Linked DNA regions of Mus musculus: region 2 is linked to region 1. Evidence: chromatin contacts called from public Micro-C data. All regions are on one chromosome and are shown on one strand. The core of a region is the stretch at or near the end of the contact, and the rest is flanking DNA. Distances in the headings are between cores, read along the strand shown. Region 1 overlaps Abi2 (abl-interactor 2). Region 2 holds the start of Raph1 (Ras association (RalGDS/AF-6) and pleckstrin homology domains 1).

Evidence for each region. A called contact is a pair of places that touch in the nucleus more often than the background predicts.
Region 2: a Micro-C map of embryonic stem cells shows a contact between it and region 1, with 2.1 times the contacts expected there. The contact joins the promoter of Raph1 here to the enhancer-like site in region 1. A contact is called at or near these places in 1 of 484 Hi-C or Micro-C datasets (embryonic stem cells), 2 of 115 datasets of contacts at active chromatin or transcription factors (embryonic stem cells and microglia) and 3 of 9 other capture datasets (adipose tissue, liver and pancreatic islet).

Annotation. Positions count from the first base shown.
Region 1 is chr1:60,431,024-60,434,071 of GRCm38.p6, forward strand. All of the region lies in intron 1 of Abi2 (abl-interactor 2), which reads left to right. Among named protein-coding and RNA genes, the nearest start is that of Abi2, 23 kb to the left of the region's middle. Within about 2 kb of position 1,603, at least 13 of the 459 cell types and tissues checked have an H3K27ac peak or open chromatin away from gene starts, as enhancers often do. A contact at or near this core is called in embryonic stem cells, where this site is marked.
Region 2 is chr1:60,565,205-60,568,252 of GRCm38.p6, forward strand. It overlaps Raph1 (Ras association (RalGDS/AF-6) and pleckstrin homology domains 1), which reads right to left and starts at 1,561. Exons shown (of 14, transcript NM_001045513.3): 1 at 1,361-1,561.

The sequences.
Region 1 (3,048 bases), core at 353-2,852:
TGAGCTTCTATGGGTACATATGGACGATGGTGGAAAGTGTGCGGTATTTTCCTCTCTTAAGCTCTACCTTTTGACTTGAGACAGGATATTCTCACTGAAACATAAGCTCACTTTTTTGGCTAGGCTTTGGCCAGTGAGTTCTGGAGATAGAAATTTGCAAAAATGTCTGTCCACTCTAGCCAAAGCAATCTACAGGTTCAATGCAATTTCTATAAAAAACCAATGGCATTTTCCACAGAACTAGAATACGTTTTAAATTTTATAGGGAATCTAAAACAAACAATACACAAAAACACAAAAAAGCTTAATGTAGATTGTGGGTGGGGATTGTCATCATCTCTAGTACTTACTGTTTTCTGTTTTTGTTTTTTCAAGATTAAAGATTAAAGATTGAAAGTGTGTGTCACCATTGCCTAGCTTGAAGTTTATCTCTCCTATACCTACATTTTTGTAGTTTTTTTTTTTTTTTTTAAGTAATGAAGGGTATCTTAGGGTGTCTATTACTGTGAAGAGATAACCATGGCCATGGTAACTCTTAAGGAAAGTATTTAATTGGTGCTGGTTTACAGAGATTTAGTCCTTTGTGGTCATGGCAGGAGGCATGGCAGTACACAGACAATGCTTCTGGTTCTGTAAGTAGCAGGAAGAGAGGGTGAGCCATTGAACCTATCTTGAACTTCTGACACCTCAGAGCCCACCCCCAGTGACACACTTCCTCCAACAAGGCCACGCCCACTCAAGTAGGCTACACCTACACCTACGTATGCGTCTGTGGAGGCCATTTTATTTATTTATTTATTTATCTATTTATTTATTATATATAAGTACACTGTAGCTGTCTTCAGACACTCCGGAAGAGGGAGTCAGATCTCATTACGGGTGGTTTTGAGCCACCATGTGGTTGCTGGGATTTGAACTTCGGACCTTCGGAAGAGCAGTTGGGTGCTCTTACCCACTGAGCCATCTCACCAGCCCAGCCATTTTCATTTAAGCCACCACAAAGGGGTTTTATCAAATGCTTTTTTTATATCTGTGGAGATGATTGCACATTCTTTGAGCCTTCACTTTGTTAATTTGAGGTATTTTATTTACTAATTTTCATACTGAATTATTTTTGCATCTGTAGAGTAAGTCTCCCAGATCATGCTCTTGTATTTGACTTGGTAATTTGTGGAGAAGTTTTACATCTATATGTGCATAGGAATACCTGCCTGTAGAATTTTCTGTGTTGTGTCTGGGGAGTTGACTTCCTTTCTATACTTTGGAACTGTTTGAAGAGGATTGACATTGGTTTTGTTGTTGTTTGTATAGACAATCTGGTGCTGTGGTTTAGGCTTGCCTTGAACTTGAAATCTTACTGCCTTAGCCTCCCAAGTACTAGCCACACGAACTGGATTCCTGAGTGGGAGGCTGGAGCTGTAAGGGAGGAAACTACAGAGAAGAAAGGAAACCAAGGCAGATTTCTGATCAAGGCAATGTTTACTAAGAGTCTGTGCTTATAAAGGAGGAAAGCCTATCTCCTGCTGATCCACTCTTGATGCCTGTCGCCAGCCTATAAGCAATAAATTAGGCTGACTGCACTAGTTTGGCAGTAAGGTGTCAATTGCCAGCTTGCCTGGGGCTGCTTTAGGAATTTCTCTGGAAGGCAGGTTCAGCCTCTCAGCAGGTAGCAGTCTTGGAGATGAGCAGTGGCAGGTGACAGAACAATAAAACCATCTAGGTGGGAAGGCTCCACCCTAGGTGGTCTCAGTGGCAGCAAAAGGTCTGAATCAGCCTGCTCAAGGCTGGGGGAGGCTACAAGGTATGTCTATGATAACATGATTTGTCATTGAAAGTTTAGTAAAATTCATCAGTGCAACCATCTAGTGCTATTATTATTTTACTTTTTGGACAATCTGTGTTTTTTATTTACTCTTACTGTTTGTTCTTGGTAGGTTAAAGTTATGTGCATCTTCCTGGTTCTGTTTTGGTGGGGGCTGTGTGTACCCACAAATCTGGTTCTAGGTTTTTATATTTATTGGCATATAGTTGTTCATAATAGTTCCTAGGAAGCTTTTGTATCTCTGTGGTATCAGTTATAATTTGTCTTTTTCACTTTGGTTTTACTTGAATTTCTTCTTTTTTTTTTCCCCCCTTAACTCTTTTCATGGTAATATGGTGTTAATTTGGTTATTTTAAATTACTTCTAAAGACTTTTCTTTTTTCTTCCAATCCATGGAGAAATTTGTATCCATGCTTTGTAGACTGTAGGAGAGATGTGATTGGGACTGTAGTAGACTTCTGGTAAGTCCTATCACTGTATTTCAGTGTATACTTTGAGCAGTGGCAGCTGTATACAGGGATTTATGCTTTAGAAAGTGACTTCACATCAGTTTTTTCATTTTTCTGTGCAATTTTTCATTTTCTTGGAGTGATTGAATCAGGGATGTACCCTCTCTGCTTTGTAATTGAGAAATGGTGACTCTTGTAGTTTATATTAATGATGGCACTAACATACAGGGTTTCTGAATCAGAAACATGGATTAGCTTTATTATACACCACAGAATCTTCCTGTAGGTGGCAAAATAAAATATGTTGGTCTGCAGTAACCTGGAAAATAGTCATTTGGTTACTTCTTGCTGCATAATCCCTGTTTTTCAAATAAGGCTTCTGGGTTGTGGAAGTTGTGAGATAGGTGCTACTGACTGCTAAGAAAGGGCCGACATTGGCAATTTCTACCCCATAAGGCTGTCTCTTAAATGACATGAGAACAGAGTAGCCTCGCATTTTAATTTTATAATTATTTTTATTATCAGACATTTTATTTATCATTATTAATACTTTGATCAAACACATTTTGTGTGTGAGAATAAAAGGAAATCAAGAGAAAGTAGAATAAGTATTTGTGCATTCATGTCAGTGCTGCCGAAGGAGTTAAATTGGGAAGATGTGTATGTGCTGTCATTGCTCAAAGTATACACTGGAACTCAGATTTTAAATACTAGCTTTAGAACTTTATTTGTACTTACATAAAAATGTATATATAAAAATGTATAGTTATCTTGAAA
Region 2 (3,048 bases), core at 311-2,810, 130 kb after region 1:
TCAACCTTTTCTTTGCTGTCTTATGCTACACATGCCTCAACAACTCACTGTTGCCAACATTCACTTCTGACCCTCCCTCTCAGGAGACACTCCGCCCTCAGCAGGAGGAAAAGGAATTTAACACGTACTGAGCATCTCAGAGACAAGCAAGGGGCTACCAATTTTGCATACATTTTCTTATTCAATCTTCTTGACAACAGGCTAGAAAGGAAAACAGGTGGAGTACTGCTGCTTACCGGCAGGGAACTACTGCATAGTTATCGGCTTGCTTGTCCACTATCACGTTGCTAGCCTATTCTAGCGCATGGAATGTGACTTTACTCTGTTCTAACGCACTGTTTCCACCACTCAAGTGTTGTAGAAGTGTCTCCCACTATACCTGAGGAGGTTTCTGTGACTGTGTGCTCACTTCAATATTCTTACGAACACAATACCACCGTTTAATAATCGAATGATGCCTCAGCCCTAGCCCGCTACCTTTACAGTTCCTTTAGGGAGGACTTTACCTACTTGGGCGGCTCTCCACTTCTCCATGAGAAATGCTGCAGGCAGCGTCCACCCAAACTGTTCTTCCCATAAAATGTATGAAATGCAACACACAGGAAACATGCAACTCATACCATTTCCCAAAGCTCCTATTTCACTCTGATACATAAGGATCAAGTAGTTTCCAGTTCACACAGGGGGGCCAGCCTAAGACAACCCCTGAATAGGAAAAGGGTATCTTTCAGGTGTCTTAAAACGAAGGCAACCTAACCAACACTATTAGGCAGCCTTCCCTCTTTCTGCCGTCCTCCACTGAATTGCAGTTTGGATTTCCGGCGGGAATGTACGCGGAAAGATGAGATGGAGCTAAAAAGCACTAGAGCAATTACTTTGCCGGCTTAATTAGAAGACACAGAAGGCGCCCCGCCTTTCTAAATCTCTGCAGTGAACTCATCTATGAAAGCAGGCAGGGCATGGAAGCTAGAACAATCCCGCACCCAGCCATCGGTTTCTGCGGCTACCGGGAGCCAGTCCCTTTCCACCCGCGGTCCCCGGCCACCGGCGCCCTAGTGCGGAGTATCAGCCCTGCCGCACCTCCCCAGGCGGCCCCAGGTCTCATTGTCTGCACGGTGCAGCCCCGAGGGGCGCGGGGTGCAACCCAGGCCCCGCCGACCCCCTACCCACCGCAGGCCGCCTGGCGGGGCTCAGCCCAACGCTGAGAGCCTGACCGGCAAGGACCGCGCCCCGGGCTGCAGCCGTCCGCACTCGCTCGGAGGGCCACGCCGGGCGCCGGGCAAATGGAGACGGCAGCGCCTCCCGGGCACCCAGACCTCTCCTTTCCCGGACCTCGAGGGCCAGGTGGCGGAGCACTCACCGTGGCAGCCCCTCGGCCCTCCCGGAGCCCTGCGCTAGGCAGCAGCTGCTCGCGCCTCCAGTCGCCGCCGCCGCCGCCTCTCCAGGGGCGACGCTCCTCTCCCGAACGCTGAGAGCGCCCGCAGCTCCCGCGGCGCGCGCTCGGCGACTGACTGACCGACCCACAGAGCGGGCGTCGGCGGGGACTGGGCGGGGCGGCCGCAGAGCCCCGCGGCGCGGATCACAGAGCCCGCGCGTCCTGCCCCGGCACACTGGGCGGGGCTGAGGGCCGCGCGGCCCAAGGGCGGACCGACTTGCGCCTGACCGCGCGCTCCCCGCCGCGGCCACCGCTCACTTCCGGCGCAGGCGGCCGCGCGCCTCTCCTGCTCCCCGGCACGCGCGCACGCGCGCGCCCCTCCCGGCCTGGACAGCCGCACCCCCCACCCCCACCCAACCGGCCGCCCCTCAGGCGCCGGGCCGCACCCAGCCGCGGCCGTCCTCCGCGCCCTGCCTTTCCAGCGCGCGTCCGTGTGAGTCGCCTCCAGGAACCAATGAATCAGAGAATGAATGAGCGGAGAGGAAAATCCCGCCGCGGTCCCGCCCGCCGTGGCCCTTCCCGTGAAGCCTGCCCAATCACTCGGGTCCCAGGGTCTTGGGAGACTGAGGGCGGACGAGCAGACCTGTCCGGGCTGGGAGCCTTTGCCTGCCGCATGTGTCGTCTCCAGAACCAACCCTGGGCTTCCTCAGGCACTCGCCTACTATTGTTGAAATCTGGGAGCACTGCCCTAGGAAATCCCATTTTAGCTTAAACTCTGCAGTTTCGTGCAGTGTAAGGAAAGCTTTCAGGGATCAGACATTATTCCATTCATCTTTACCTTTTTCACGTCAGAGCCTGTTCATCTGTGTCCCTGGTTTCTGTTCTCCCTTATTGAATTTGTTCTCAGCAAGGGTGTTGGCGAACTTTCCTGAGCCCTGAGCTGTATTCCCTGAGTACTACACTTAAAATACTGGGTTTGATTCCAAGCTCCAAATTACTCAAATGCTGCTTATCTTAATGCAGTTTTGACTTAGGCAGACTTAGATTTCTTTCGATTTACGTCCTTATTATGACCTTCATGTAAAGTTGATCAAAGGAAAGGAAAAGTAGTATTAAATTACCTTTGCTTGGCTATGTACTTTGTTAGCATTGAAGAAATTGAGCTATGGTCTGGAATTGGCTGCATTGAACGTCCAGCATTCTTTTTTTTCTATGTCTTCTTGTCTGTTCTTTAACTGTTTCTGTATCTTGAATTTTCACCAAAAAAATAAAAGGAAAAAAAAAAAACCCATAAATAACCTATTTCCGAAATTCTGGCGATCTTTCTAAGAATGAGTATTCACTCCTCTAGTGTAGGATCAAATCCCAGTTTGACTAATTGCATTCTACTTCCTGATATTCTTGAAGAGTTCCAAGTAGTTTCAGTCTTTTAGTAGTCTTTTCCAAACTGCTGCACAATCTGTTTCAAACTGGTATTTAGAACTGTCCAATACAATTATTGTCTGTTTCACACTTGAGATACTTGTACTTAGGAAATAAGTGCATTTTTTGTATTTTAAATTTAGTAGGTCTTCAATAATCTCGTGTAAAATAACATCATCTCATAAACTAAAAATGGTGGAAGTGTCCAGTACCTGTGACCTCTCTTCCCTGTTGAACTCAGTCATCATTTG